Linked DNA regions of Sminthopsis crassicaudata: region 2 is linked to region 1. The links are chromatin contacts, called in public Hi-C maps. All regions are on one chromosome and are shown on one strand. The core of a region is the stretch at or near the end of the contact, and the rest is flanking DNA. Distances in the headings are between cores, read along the strand shown.

The links. A called contact is a pair of places that touch in the nucleus more often than the background predicts.
Region 2: a Hi-C map of hippocampus shows a contact between it and region 1, with 2.7 times the contacts expected there. The contact joins the promoter of PDS5A here to the promoter of LIAS in region 1. A contact is called at or near these places in 2 of 2 Hi-C or Micro-C datasets (fibroblasts and hippocampus).

The regions. Positions count from the first base shown.
Region 1 is chr6:29,754,444-29,761,690 of ASM4859323v1, reverse strand. LIAS (lipoic acid synthetase) reads right to left here and starts at 5,143. Exons shown (of 11, transcript XM_074276687.1): 1 at 4,983-5,143; 2 at 3,205-3,377; 3 at 2,816-2,909; 4 at 2,068-2,148; 5 at 1,449-1,605. The coding sequence starts at 5,027. RPL9 (ribosomal protein L9) reads left to right here and starts at 5,554. Exons shown (of 7, transcript XM_074276688.1): 1 at 5,554-5,762; 2 at 6,049-6,164; 3 at 7,149-7,244. The coding sequence starts at 5,717.
Region 2 is chr6:30,131,425-30,138,984 of ASM4859323v1, reverse strand. PDS5A (PDS5 cohesin associated factor A) reads left to right here and starts at 5,775. Exons shown (of 33, transcript XM_074274573.1): 1 at 5,775-5,916; 2 at 6,464-6,639. The coding sequence starts at 6,502.

The sequences.
Region 1 (7,247 bases), core at 3,894-6,393:
CTCACTTTACAGATAAGGAAACTGATATAGACTTTCATGTGCCCAGGGTCAACCAACCAACTAATCAATCAATGAACATATATTTATCAAGAATTGGTTATGTGCCTAAGTATTGGAGACACAAGTACAAAAGGAAACAATCCCTATGTGGAAGGAGCTAATAGGGAAGACAAAAAGTATATATATATATATATATATATATATATATATATATATATATATATATATATATATATATATATATATATATATATATATATATATATTTATTTTTTTTTAACAAGACAAAGGTAATAATACAAATTTATCAGCAGTAGTTAAACATAAGAGAACTTGAGAATGTCACTAGTGGCTGAATCCAGAAAACAGTGCTTAACCTGTGTGTGAAAGGGAGAGAGAGACAGCAGGTAGGGAAGGCTCTACTCCAGACAAGAGGTATGGCCAGAAAAAGGAAGGGAGATGGATGTGTTCATTACGGAACAGGAAGAAATCCAGTTTGCCTGGACTGAACATTGTAGGAAAGAAAGCAACATTTGGTGAAGTTGCAAAGAGAGGTGTACGGCTTGAAAAGCTATACTGAGTAGTTCCTATCATATCTTAGAGTAAGAGGGAGCTGCTAGGATTAACAGGAGTGGAAGAATCACATGGTGAATTCTGTGCTTCAGGAAAATGACCATCAGATAGACTAGAATGGAGAGACTAGAGCCAGGGGAAGCCAGGAGGCTATTGCAATAATCAGGTGAGATTAGTACTTCCTGTCTGTGTGACCTTAGGCAAGTCACTTAACCCCAATGGCCTCAGAGGGAAAAAAAAAAATCTAGGGGAACAATTATTTAGGTCTGAGACAAGATAGCAGCTGTGCTGAGGAGAGACCCACACAGTGATATGAAGGGAGAAACAGCATGGCTCGGCAAGGGATTGGTTATGTGAGATAAGGAAGGGCAAGGAGCTGAGCCTACTGCCGCGGTAACAAACCTGATTGATGAATTCCTTCTCTACAGAAACCCATTAAAAAATAACCCTAGGTAATTTTCTTTTTTGGGGGGCAGAGAGAGTAAGACAGAGATAGCACGCGCGCGCGCACACACATGATGAAAAAAGAAAAAAAACTACTGAAAATACAACCAGCTAAAGGAAATGTAATCACACATTGTAAAGGAGTTGGTCTGCAAAAAACGGGCTACCTCTCTTCCAGAAACTGGGAGAAAGATGTCAATGGATTTTGAGATAAATTTAAAAATGGAAGAAGAGTTCCATCAGATGGTAATATAAGTCCCTCCTTCCCTGTAGTCCCTAATCTTAAAGAGTTTATAATGTATTTGGGGAAAGCAGACATAAGTATGTTTAAAATTAAACAATTACATGTCTTAGTTAATAATTCAATACAACGGGGAAGCACTACAAAACTGCATAACCTTGCAAAATAAGTGGTTATTATTATGACTAACCATCTCTATCCACAGATGTCAGCACAACATAATCGAGTCCCCACTCTGCAATTGCTTTGGCTGTATTATAGGGCTCATTAGAATCCAATGGAGGTGGTTTTCTTGCAGTCTTAACAGAACAAAATCTGCAACCTCTTGTACAAGTGTCCCCCATCAACTGTAATGAAAATGTTATAATTATCAAATTAATTCAACATCAAACTCACAAATATTTACTGAGAGATTCTTTTTGTATAAGGTACAGTAGGACAAAGACAGATACAGTCCCTATCCCTATGGATTTTAAAATCTACTTAGGGAAACTTAAAAATAAATATGCTAAAAGACAAACAATAAAAAGCTTAGTAATTCAAGACAACAACCTAAGTCATAAAGTAGTATAACTGCAAAATGATAAGGCTAAACAGTAAGTGCTATGTAAATTTTATAAGAAGAGGGATCACACCCTGGACTGGAATATAGATACTATTATCAACATTTTTCTTCAAATTCACCAAAATTAAAATTAAAAACCTAAACAATGGCTACATTACTTTAATCTGTATGGCTCTGCAGGGGTCACAAAATATGGGTTTTCTTTCTTAAGCAGAAGATTTCTGGAGAACAATTCCAGGCTCACCATGATTGTGGCTGTAGCAGTGGCAAACTCTCCCCCTCCCCAACACTCCCCGATATTGGGGCATCGTGCCTCTTCACATACCTATAATCAGAACATGACAGATAGTAAACAATAACTTGAAATTGTTTATCAAAGAAATGTCTAGTGATTATGAATTTCAATGTGACAGCAATAATTTTTAACAACCATCATTTCCCCAGGAACAGAACAATCACTTCAGGCTCAAGTTCCATTTTATCCCCAAAACTGTGAAGCAATTAAAACTTTAAATATTTTCTTAATGTTGAGTAGATAACTATGCAGGATTTATGGTAAAACACAAGAATTGCACAGGTTGAGAATGTGTACAAATTGAATCAATAAAAGGAAAACCCACATCAATGAAATCAAGGATCCAATGAAGAATAGATCCTTTGGGACTCAGTTTTGAAGGGAAAAGTATTAAATTCATTTCCATTCTGTACAGTGAAACAAAATTTAAATTTCTAAAACCAGGGAAAAGCACTTTGACAAAGTAGATAGAGCAGTGGCAGTAGCATCAAGAAAAAGCTTAGGGGAAGCATGCTAAATGAACCCCAAGGCAAGAAATTCATCAGAAGATATAGACAAGAGTTGTAATATGATCTGCGTGAAGGAAACCCCTATAACAATGAAATCACAGATCCATTAGTGTACTGGAATGTGAGAATAATGCTAAGAAAATTACCTTTTTTTTAGATGGGAAGCTAACAAGATATTACATACTTACTGTATGGAGATTTAAATTCCGCAAAGTGTTTTTCAGCTTGTTGTAATTTTTTCCAATAGGAATCTCTGTTTTTAGCCATGGTGGCAAACTTAGCCTAAATAAAGCCAAATAAAACTATTAGAAAATAAAACTCTCAACAAAAATTGCTATTAAATTATTTTATTTTGTATTTCTAAGGTAAGAAAAATTTTCCTTCACTCTAGATCTCTCCTAGTGGAAGTTGGCACTTTTATCACTTCGGAGTGATTTAGGTCACTTAATGAATTTGTAATAAAAAGGGAAGGTCCCAGTCTAGACCTAATAAAACATTCAATACTCAAAACTATAATGAAAGACAAATTATTATGCCAATGTAAAGGACATTCAGATTGCTAGAAATTACAACCTACCTCTCTCCTTTCTGACGTTTCAAATTTCCTTTATATTCAGCCCAGGTCTTCTTGTCTGAAAGGTCACCAGATATGAAATCCTGAAGATCTGGTCCATTCTGTAGGAGCTCTTTCTTTTTGTCTGGCAAAGAACTTAATGTTTTGTACCGGCTGTACAAATAGTTTCCAAGTACCTAGGGAATTAACCAGTTAATTGTGTTATTTTTTTTATGCAAAGCAGCTCATTAAATTTATCTAATAGGAAATTATCTCAGCAATAAATTATATCTACTACCCAGAATAGAAACTATTTAGAAAAAAAAAAAGCTGTCTCTACTCTAGTAGTTCACAATCTAAGCCACAAAAACACACACTGCCAATAAATACTAAGTAAAACAGGCAAAATGTATATGCCTGGATATATGTATATATATACACACACACACACACACACACACACACACACATACACATCACCTGGATATCACTTATGTAAAATACTTATCAACTGGATTCTAAGCTCAATTAAAGCTTATTTTGCTATTGAATTATGTATTTATTAAAGCAAGTTCTACTTTCTTAGAAACATCCTGTTAGCTTCATTGAAGTTCTCTGTTAATGTAGATATTTGAAAGTAAAAAAATTGTCATTAAAAACAAATTTCCACATTCAGAATTTTTCTTTTTAAGTCTCATTTAGCTACATTTGTGAGTCTCTATATCTGAAGTTAATACTTCATTATGTAAGAGAAATGAATAAACTACTGCAAAAACAAAGTTTCACAATTGGAAAGAGCTCACTGGCCATCTTGACCAACACATTCTTGAAAAAGAAATTCCTTCTTTTAGATAAATACTATTTTGATTCTGGGATATATGTGAAATTGCTTCAAAAGTGATTAATTACTAGCGATACATCTAAATAAGGTATTTTTCTTCACTTATGTTTAATAGCAAGAGTTTGTATTTTATAAAATTAGAAGCCTGAAGAAGCTGCTACACACATAAGAACATTATTCTTGCAAATTAACACATTATTACTATCTACCACGAGCCTATATTTTGAACAAAGTATTCACCAATATATATATACACATATGCAATACACATAACCACGTATACATTTACATGTATCCATATAAATACCCGTTTATTCACATTTTATGTACAATATACGTATTTATGCACACATATTTATATATGTACGTACCTGTATTTATGTATTTGCACTTAAATTTGCATATGCACACACACATATCTATGTATACATGCTTATGCATATATTTATGTATACACGTACCTATGGACTTATTTGCATATTCATGTATACATGTAATGTGCGTGTTTGTATACATGTACACACATGTGTGTATATATACACTTAAAAGTAAAACATCGTGCTCGTTATTTTCTCTCTCTCTCTGTAACATAGTTATCGGTACTTTGCTTCCTCAGCAGGGTAAGCTGCATCCCTGAGCCAGCCCTCCCCACAAGTGACATTCACGTTTCTGTGGGTCAGAGGGCCGGCTCCTGGCCGAGATCTGGCCAATGCTGACAGCGGAACGAGGGGCCTCCCTAGGCCCCTAGATGAGACCCCAAGAGGCCGCTTTTCCTCCTGCCCACGTCTATCCCCGAGGCTCCCGCACGTCTCTAACAAGGGCCCTGTCACGAACGCGACTCGGGGCTGGGTCGGGAGGATAGAACCTCTCAGGGAACGGGGAGATGTGGGGAAAACCAAGCAGGGCCTGCTCCAGACCGGACCTGCCCTCCCTGGCGGCCTCTCCGGGGTCCTTCACTCACCCGGGACCCAAGTACGCCGGAGACGCCGCCGCAGCGGAGAGACATCCCGGGACAGGAGGCTCAGAGCCCCGGCTGGCCGGGCCCAGGCTCCACCAAGTTTGTCAAGCGGAGCGGGAAGTGACGCGCGTCGGAAGTATCCTCAATCACTTACCAGGAAGGCTGAAGTGCCGGTTGTCTCAGGATAAATGCGTCATTGAGGGGCGGGGAGACGTGAAAAACAGAAGAGCTCGCGATAGGAGAGGCCCTCCGGGATTGGCTCCTATAATCCCGCTGTGTCGAGCTGATATGACGCAAGACGTAGCTAGTACGCGTAGATACAAAAACGTGATGACGGAAGACGTTCTCTCTTTAGCCATTTCACCTCCAGGTGAGTCGCTCTCCGTTTTATGTGACTTTTCTGCATCCGAGTCCATCGCTTCTGGGAAGCCAAATTTTGGGGACCGGTGGCCCTACACGCATCCCCTGGCTCTTCCCCCGTGCAGTAACCATTGTGTGGGTCTTCCCACCCTCTACTAGGCCCTCTAAACAGCCTTCTTGTCCGCCGCCTGGGAGCCGGCATTAACTTCCGGTCCGGGCTCGGGCTCGGCGGGGAAGAGCCGGGAGGAGTGGCGGCCCACCGTGGGGCCCGGAGGAAAGGTCTCGTGCCGCCCGACGTCCTTCCTCCCCCCCGGGCGAACCTGACTCTCGGCTCTGCGCGGCTCCGGCAACGCTGATTTCCATTTTTGTTTTTCAGAATGAAGACCATCCTCAGTAACCAGACGGTCGACATCCCGGAGAATGGTAGTGCTCTTTATTCCTACTCTCTTGTTTTAATAATAAGTTCCAAATAAACATGGAAACGTGAGCGCGCGGTACCCCCCTAAAGTTATAAAGGCCTGCTTTTCACACGCATGCGCTGCTTGTAGGCGTCCTGCCACGGGTGTCAGGCCCGCTCCCTCCGGTGCTGGGCCCGCAGCCGAGCGCTGCGCTCCAGGGGCTCTCCCGCCCCCTTAGGTGCAGGGAAGCCCCCTGCGGGTGTGTCGCCTCCGTCCTGGGCTCTCACCCTGAAATTGTCTCTGTCTCCTAGTTGACGTGTCTCTGAAAGGTCGCACAGTAATCGTGAAGGGCCCCCGAGGCGTCCTCCGCAGAGACTTCAACCACATCAACGTGGAGCTCAGTCTCCTCGGGAAGAAGAAGAAAAGGGTAACGCGGCTATTCCTGCCAGTGGGGCCGCCTCCCCGTGCGGGGGGGGGGGGGGGCGCTCTCGGGGTGGGAGCCGGTGGGTGTAAGTGGCGGCTCTGTTCCTCAGGCTGCAGTTTGGAACTGCAATGTAAACTCCCCTTTCTAGCCCGTCTCAGGCTCTTTCATTGGGTACTTGGACAACTGGCTAAGCTCCGCTGTAATTTACATCCTCCTCCCTGCAAAAACTAATTCTGGGCATCCTGGTTTAAGGTTTCAGTTCTGTCACTCAGCTGTTTCTTAATGCAGCAGTCAGTTAACTATGTCTCTGCCCCTTTATTTTCTTTATTTTGGGGCCAGTTTCCATAATCTCATCACCGCCCAGATTAACCTTAATCCAGAGCAGTGTGTCCTTAAATGCTTAGTATTACTTGTCCTTATTTGAAGTTCTAGTGAGGGAAACAATTTCCGTGAGAGCTGAAACCATTTTATTTTTCCTTGTATGCGCCTTTTAATAAAGTTCCCAATAAAGGGCAGATAAGTGTGAATGAAATCACTTAAAAGCTACAGAAATTGATTATTCTGCATTTCCTCTATAACTCCATTAAAGTAATCAAGTTGTGGGAGGCTGTTGTTTGAGCATCCATGAGCTTAAGTGTTGAATGTCATGTTTTGTGTTGCTTCGAACATGCTTGTTACTCCCTCATGTGTAGTCATTAACCCCTATCTTTGTTCTCGCTAGTGATGGTTTCTATAAAGTTTAGACCACTTGAGATCCCAGTCCCATTTTCTCTTAGTGTCCTGCTCACTCTGGTTGTATGTGTGTAGACTGATTAATACTTGCCATTCATTGGGTGGAGAGCTTTTTAACTACAGTACCTCAGAGAGACTTAGTTGTAGAGGGATTGGGAACAGAAAAAAATGGAGAGTTTTCCATGTCTGTTGAATTACAAAAACTAGATCAATTAATCTCTGGAAATGGTCTTCTGAAATGACTTTCTGTTTCAGCTCCGAGTGGACAAATGGTGGGGAAATCGCAAAGAACTTGCCACCGTGCGCACAATCTGTAGCCATGTACAAAATATGATCAAAGGCGTCACCCTGGTA
Region 2 (7,560 bases), core at 4,526-7,025, 380 kb before region 1:
CTATCATTAAAAAAATTTTTTTAAATCTAGTTTTATAAGCCTTTGTTGCATGTCCCTTCAATAGGACAATAAAATAAAATGAAAATAAAAATTTGCTATATATTATAGTTTAGCACAACAAATTCTTATAAACTGGGCTTAAAAAAACATCTCATAATTTCGCTGGTGGGAGGTGAGTCCACTGGAGTTATGGCTTATTACTGCATTAATCAAAGTTCTGAAGCTTTTCAAAGTTGCTTTTCTCTATAATGCTGTTGTCATTGTGCAAATTGTCCTCCTGCTTCTATTCACACCCCTCTGCTTTGTCAGAGATTTCTTTGAAATTATCTATTTCATCATTGCTCAGGGCATAATAATAATCTATTATATTCATATGCTATGCTTTATTTAGTTATTTCCAATAAGTAGGTATCCCTTAGTTTCCAGTTTTTCACCATTACAAGAAGTTATTACATTCTTATATATATGTGGGTCCTTTTTCTCTTTTCTTATCTCTTTGGGGGTAGAGACATAGTAGTAGTATTTCTGGGATAAAGGTTATATAAAGTTGATGCCTTTTGGGACATACATCCAAATTGATTGCTGGAATGACTGCACCCGTTCATAGTTTCATGAAAATGTAGCTTCTCCAACATTTGTCATCTTTGTCAATCTGAAGTGTATGACTTGAACCTCAGAGTTATTTTAGTTTACATTTCTCTAATTTTTGATTATTTGGAATACATTTTTATGTGGTTACAAATAGTTGGAATCTTTTCTTTGATAATCTAACAATTGGGAAATGGCTCTTATTCTTACAAATTCAAATCCATTCCTTATATATCTTTGAATTGAGACTTATGAAAGAAACTTATTTCAGAGTCATCATCCCCCATCAGTAACCTATTTCCTTTCTAATTTTAACTGCATTAGATTTATTTGCCCCCAAACTTTTAAATTTTGGATATTAAAAAGTTGTCCCCTTTGTGATCCTGTTGCTTGAGCATAAACTCTTTTTCTACCCATATATCCGAAAGGCAATTCTTTCCTTGCTCTTTTGATTCATTTTGGAGATCCCCTTTTACATCTAAATAATATTTCTATTTGGAGTTTATCTTAACAATATGAAATGTTTTTTAATACCTAGTTTCTGCTCAATAACTTTTCAGTTACTCACCAGTCATCTCTGGTAACATTTTGCAGCCTACTCATAACCACTATGTATCTCTTTTCCTCTCTGAATGATTCACAACTTTAATTTTTCAGACAATGATCCACAACACCAAATATAGAAGAAGCATTTCTCTATGAATGGTAAGATCCTCTAGATGTGCCTTTGAGTGACATTGTACTGATTATTTCATGCACTGGAATATTATAGAATCTTATAAATGAGATCCATAATCACTGAAAAGAATTTAGCCTATTTGTTTATACAATAAAAATCAAGTGAATGAAGAATGCTTTATTTCAAGATTATAATATGAAGTAGAATGAATAACGTATAGAATTGGTTCATCATTACGATTCTTGGACAGACACTGCAGATAGACCTTAAACTTGTCCTAGAATGATTCAGACTGGATTGCCTTTAGAAAATTGCTTAATTTTTCCTGAAATAAAGATCCATCTATTTAACATTAAAATTCTTTTGATTAGGTTACATAAACCTGAGCCATAGAACACCTGCCTCTAAACAATTAAAATTAGAGAATATTTGTGTTTTTAAAAAAGATTGTTTTGCAACAGTAAGCAAGTTGGGATTTCTGGAAGTGCTATGCAATTTTCCAAATATGCTTCATCTGAATGTTCCTGCTATGTAAGTGTGGGGACAGCTCATTTGTTCAGGGGCAGTTCTTTTGAAAAAATTTATACACACATATATATGTGCATTATAAATATATATACAGTGACTAAATGGATTGTCTAATTGTATGTCATAATTTGGACAGTATGAATTCTTTTTTCACTCCATTTTTCCTGTGTAGATGGAAAGGAAGTCGTAAAATTTATTGAGACAGCTGTGGGCTTAGATCTTGGGTTTGGGACTTTAATTCTGTTCAAAAATTATCTCAATAAAGGAAATGTACAAGAGCAATGAGGTGGCTCAGTAGTTAAGGACTAGAGTTCAATCTGAAATCAGATACTTGATCATACTAACTGTATGGCTCTGAGCAGTCACTTAACCCTTTCTTTAAAGAGTCCCATGGGTACAAGCCCTGTACTATTCTGTACTATTTTAATAGTCTTCTGATTGGTCTGTCACAAATCTTCCCCAACTCCAGGTTATCATCCATTCGGCTATCAAAATGGAGAAGGTGAAGGGAGAGAAAGGGAAGGGAATACGCATTTTTATGGCATCTACTTTGTGATTTACAAGTCTCTCATTTAATTCTTACAGGTTTCCATCAGCAAGCATCTTATGTAACCAGGATAAACTAGAAGCATTCCCAATAAGATCAGGAGTGAAATAAGGTTGCTCACTATCACCATTACTATTCAAGATTGTATTTAAAATGTTAGCTTTAAGAATAAGAGAAGAAAAAGAAACTGAAGGAATTAGAGTAGGTAATGAGGAAACAAAATTTTCACTCTTTGCAGATGATAAGATGGTATACTTAGAGAATCCTAAAGAATCAACTAAAAACCATTAGAAGCAAAGAGAAATTCCATTTAAAAGAATTATAAATAATATAAAATATCTGGGCGTCTATCTGAATGGCAGAAACTAGACATTGACCAATACCCAAAACTCTATACCAAGTTAAGGCCAAAATGAGTTCATGATTTAGACACACTATAAGCAAATTAGGAGAATAAGATTACTTCTCAGAAAGGGAAAGGGAAGGAATTTATAGCCAAAGAAAAACTAGAGAACATTATGAAATGCAAAAATGGATAATTTTGACAATATTAAATTAAAAAGGTTTTGTATAAACACTTTGGTTTCCTTGTAGGTTAAATGAGAGAGCAAATAGTAAGCATGCAAATCTGAGGATATTCATCAAACTCCAGTGATCACCATGAGGAACAAATATAAAATTGTCTGGTGTTCAAAACCCTTCATAACTTGCCCCCTGCTTTTTCAGGCACTATCTCACACTAGCCTCTTCTCCATGGTGTACTCTTTGACAGAGTTGCACTGAATTTGTTTTTCTTTAAATAAGATACTCCAACTTATAAATCCAACCATTTTCACTGGTTCTTTCCTACCCCATTCCTGGAATGCTCTTATTCCTTACTTCCACCTTGTGGTTTCCTTCTTGTGATAACTAAAATTCTATCCTCTAAGAGAAGTCTTTCCTGGGGCCTCTTTAAGCTTATAACTCTTTCCCTCTTTGATTTTCTCCAATTTATCCTGTCTTGTATGTGCATAGATTTTTTTGTATGTCGCTTACCCCATAATGAGCTCTGTGAGTACGGGGACTGTTTTATTTCTCAGATTTTGTTTTAGATCTTAGCAGCCTTTCTTACCTCCCTCAGTGTTGAGCATAATATCTTCCACGTAGTAGATGTTTAATAATCACTTGTTCACTTAACTGTGCAGATTAATATTTTAGAATGCAAAGAAAAACTTTAAGTTACTATATGAAACTAAAAAGTCATTCAAGTCAGAGCAGACCATAGTGATTGACTTCATTTTTCCTGTTATTTGATAGTCATTGGAGAACCTCTTAATAATATTGTACTGCACTGAAATGTCTTATCCAAAGAGCAAATCTGAGATTCCAGGAACACTTGGAAACGTGATTGGAAGATATTAAAACTTTATTGAGTTTCACAATAACTACAGTACAACAGGAAAATAAATTTCTAAAAATGTTACAGAGAGGAGTCAATTCTCATTTTCACAGGCTAGGATATAGAGCTGTAAGGGATCTCAGAGGTCAGCTGTCGGAATTCTCTTATTTCACTTATAAGGAAACCAAACACTTAAAAAACTTATCCAAAGTCAGAAGGAGAAATCAGGGATTAGATAAGAACCCAATTCCACTAATCACTGAGTATTTTTTTTTTTTTGGCATTATTATTTGAGTATTTTGCATTGTCACACTTTCCTTTTTCTCCCTCATAATTACAAATGTAACTAATCTGGTTTAAGGTAAGTAAACGTTAGGAATGAAGAAGGATCATATCAGAAACAAGACTCAAACATATTCATTTCAATAAGCAACCCTTTTGCATTTTAAAAAATTGTCTGATTTCATTAAATTATTCGTTATAAACCTTGTTTTAAATGGTTGCATCTTTTCTCATTGACTCTACTAGGAACAGAGCTTCCTAGTCTTTTCCCACTTTTGTTTGCCTAAGAACCGGGGACGCAGGCACTTGAAACAGGCATGCAAATAGAACATTTACTGATGATAGATGATAATTTTATGAACCCCACATTCGGTTGGGAGACAGTTTAAGAGCTTTATACCAGAAGATAAGGTTAAAAACCAGAGGGTTAAGACATTCCTGCCCACTGTCATTTATGATAACCAGCTTTTTAAGTGCTTGGCGATGTGAAAGATTCTTCTCTACGTCTACAATGGAGCTATCACATTAATGCTATTAGGGTTATTGATTATATTATGCATAATTATTAATAACCATACCGATTCATTACTGTTCTGGACGATAAAGCTTAACGTTCCCGTGTATGTGCAGATAAGTAACCCGGGAAGCTCACGGAAGAAAGGATACAAACCATCGCACTTAAGACTGGCACAGAAAGAACAGTATCCCTTAATTAGTTACAACATAACACAAGAGATGCAGGGGCTGGGAAACAGTGTTCCGGAGTGAGTGGCTCACGCACCGAGTCCCGGAGAGCGGCTCCGGAGGAGCCGTCCGGGGCCCGGAACAAAGCCCGGAGCCCGGGCTCCTGCACGGATCCGGAGTGAAGAGCGTGAGGGCCGAGCGCGTCCGATCCCGGCTTTGTGCTCTCAATGATAAGCGTGCGGATGCCCGAGCGCCTCTCCCTCCAAGACCAAAGAAAAGGATGGGGAACAATCGATGGGCGCCGAGACTGAGGGCAGCAGCCAGGGAGAACAGGGGGTCCCCTTCGCCTTCTCAGTTCTTAGTTGGCGGAACCGGGCGGCTCGCGCCCCTAATTCAGTCCCTGAGCCGCTCTCGGCACGTTCTCTTCACCCCCTGGCTGCGGAGTCGGAGAATTTTCTCCTCCCTCTGTGGCCCGTGCGCCCCCCGCTCACCTGCGGGGTCCTTGCTGAGCCGAGGGCGAGAGGGGCCGCCTCAGAGGAGGCTCCTCGTGGGTAGAGGCTGCCCGCCGCAGCGCTCTCGGGTCCCCTGACGAAGCGCCCCCTAGCTCCTGGGGAATGAGCGCCACGCCCGCCCCGGGATCTTCGGCCGGGCCCGGCCCGCTCGCTTCCTCCCCTCCCCCTCCTCCTCCTCGGGTCTCCGGGCGTGCAGCTTTTGGCGCCAATCGGGAGGCGGCGCTGTCCGCAGGGCGTGGGGCGACGCTCCCCGGCGGGGCGGGGGGGAGGGGAGGCGCGCGCTGCTGCTGCTGCCGCCGCCGCCGCCGCCGCGTGACCCGCAGGCCCCGGGGCTGAGCGCGAGCGGCTAGGCTCGGCGGGCGGCCCGGGGCGGGGGCGGAGATTGACGGGCTGACGGAGGCTGTGGCGGGCTGGGCGCCGGGCCGGGCCTCGGCGAGCGGCCTGGGCGGCTGCTCTTCCTCGGGCCGTCGGAGAGCGGCAGTGTGGCCCCGCGCAGCGCGCGCTCGCTCCCTCGCTCACTCGCCGCTCGCCCCTGCGCGCCTCTGCTTCTGGGCTCGGCTTGGCTCCCCCGCCGAGCCCGCGGCTTCTCTCGCGGCGCTCCGGGGAAGGCGGCGGCGGGACCGTGGGCCGCTTTGTGTGCAATCCCGCGGCGCGGCAGCCGGGCCGGGGCTCCACCTGCGGACCGCCACCACGCGCCACCCGCCCGCATGAGGACGAGGTAAAGGCGGCGGCCGAGGGCCCGGGGCAGGCCGGGGCGGCCCGGGGCGCGAGGCTGGGGACGGCCGGGCGCGGAGGGAGACGCGGTCGCTCCCGGGTGGGGGGTGGGTTCCGAGACGGAGGCGGGGGGCGGCCGGAGCGGACGCGGGGGACCGCGGCCTAAGCCGAGCCCCCTAGGCCTCGGCCTCGCCTTCTCCCGAAGGCTGTCCCGTGGCAGAGGCTGCCCCGGCAGAGGCTGCACCGGCCCGGGCCCGGGGATCCCCGCCCCCACCCGCAGCTGCCGGGCGCCGGGCGGTGGCTGCACCCGGTGCCGACCTCATTGTGGACCCGGCGCCGGGGAAGTCCCGGCATGGGCCGGCCGGAGAGTCGCGCGACCGGGGCGCCGGGCCGGGAAGTGAGGAGAGGAACGGCGCCCCTGCAGCCCCCGGGCCCCAGCCGCGCTGCCCCTTCCCCCCGTCGGCTGGGCCCTCTCGGATTTGGGGTTTGAAATGAAAAAGAGGTTAGAAAGTCGTCCATTTCCCGCTGAACTTTTGTTTTCTGACCGATAGAGGCCGGTAGAGGAGCGCTGGAGAAAGTTGTGCCCACCATGGACTTCCCCCCTGTGCAGCCCAAGCCGCCCTCGGGCCTGGGCCTGGGCAGTTCGGACGCCAAGATCGCTTACCCCCCAGGAGTGAAGGAGATCACCGACAAGATCACCAACGACGAGGTGGTCAAACGACTCAAGGTACTCCCGCCTTTGCCCCCCAGAACCCACCCTGGGGCATCCACTACTGCCTCCGGGGCAGTGTCCCCAGAACTCACCATAGGGGGGACCTGCTGCTGCCTCTTGGGCCAACACCCCCAGACTAGGAGGGATTGATGCTTTCCTTTCAAAGCTTCTTTGTAAAACTATAGACAGGACTGTCCTAGCATCTGGTAGCTAACTCAAGCTTCTTTTAAGATAGTTCTAGATTCATCCTGTTCAAACATTTGCTTTCTTCCCCCTCCCCCATCCCCAAAGAAGGTATTGAGTATCTTTTGAAAACTTTGAATGGTAGAGTTATAGCATTGCATTATGAGAAATTTAGAAGACTAAAATCTTCCAGGAATGGGGAAAATGTCAGTTTTTTCATAGAAAAAAATTTAAAGTTTATGTAGAACAGTCATTGGCAGGAAAAGTTGAATGAATGTTAGACGTGAAATTTCAAACTTAAGGTGTTTTTGTAAGTGCAGAAACCTGTGTTTTTGAAAATTTTTTTTGCATGAAATGCTTTAAAAAATGAATGTTTCTAATTTCTTGAAAGAAAACTGGCCTATAAAATAATTTTGCAAAATTGGATTTGTACATTATTTGATAAAAACGTTAATGGTTAACATTGCTTTTTAAAGATTCAGTTCTGGAATAAGAAGTTTACCTAAGTCCATGAGTTCTGTGTGGTTTTAAGAAAGCTCAGTACATTGTAGGTTTCTTTGACTAATTTGCTCAGTTGGCATGGTGTTTTTCAGCGTAGTTTTGATGCCAGCATGTTTAACTCTGTTGTGAGATTCTAGGATGTGTCCCTATCTCTGGACAGCTTGACATGCATTTTGCATTTGTGGACGGATAGACATATGATTTATCAAACTATTGGAAAAATAACTTTGGAACATTTATTGGCAGTTAGTC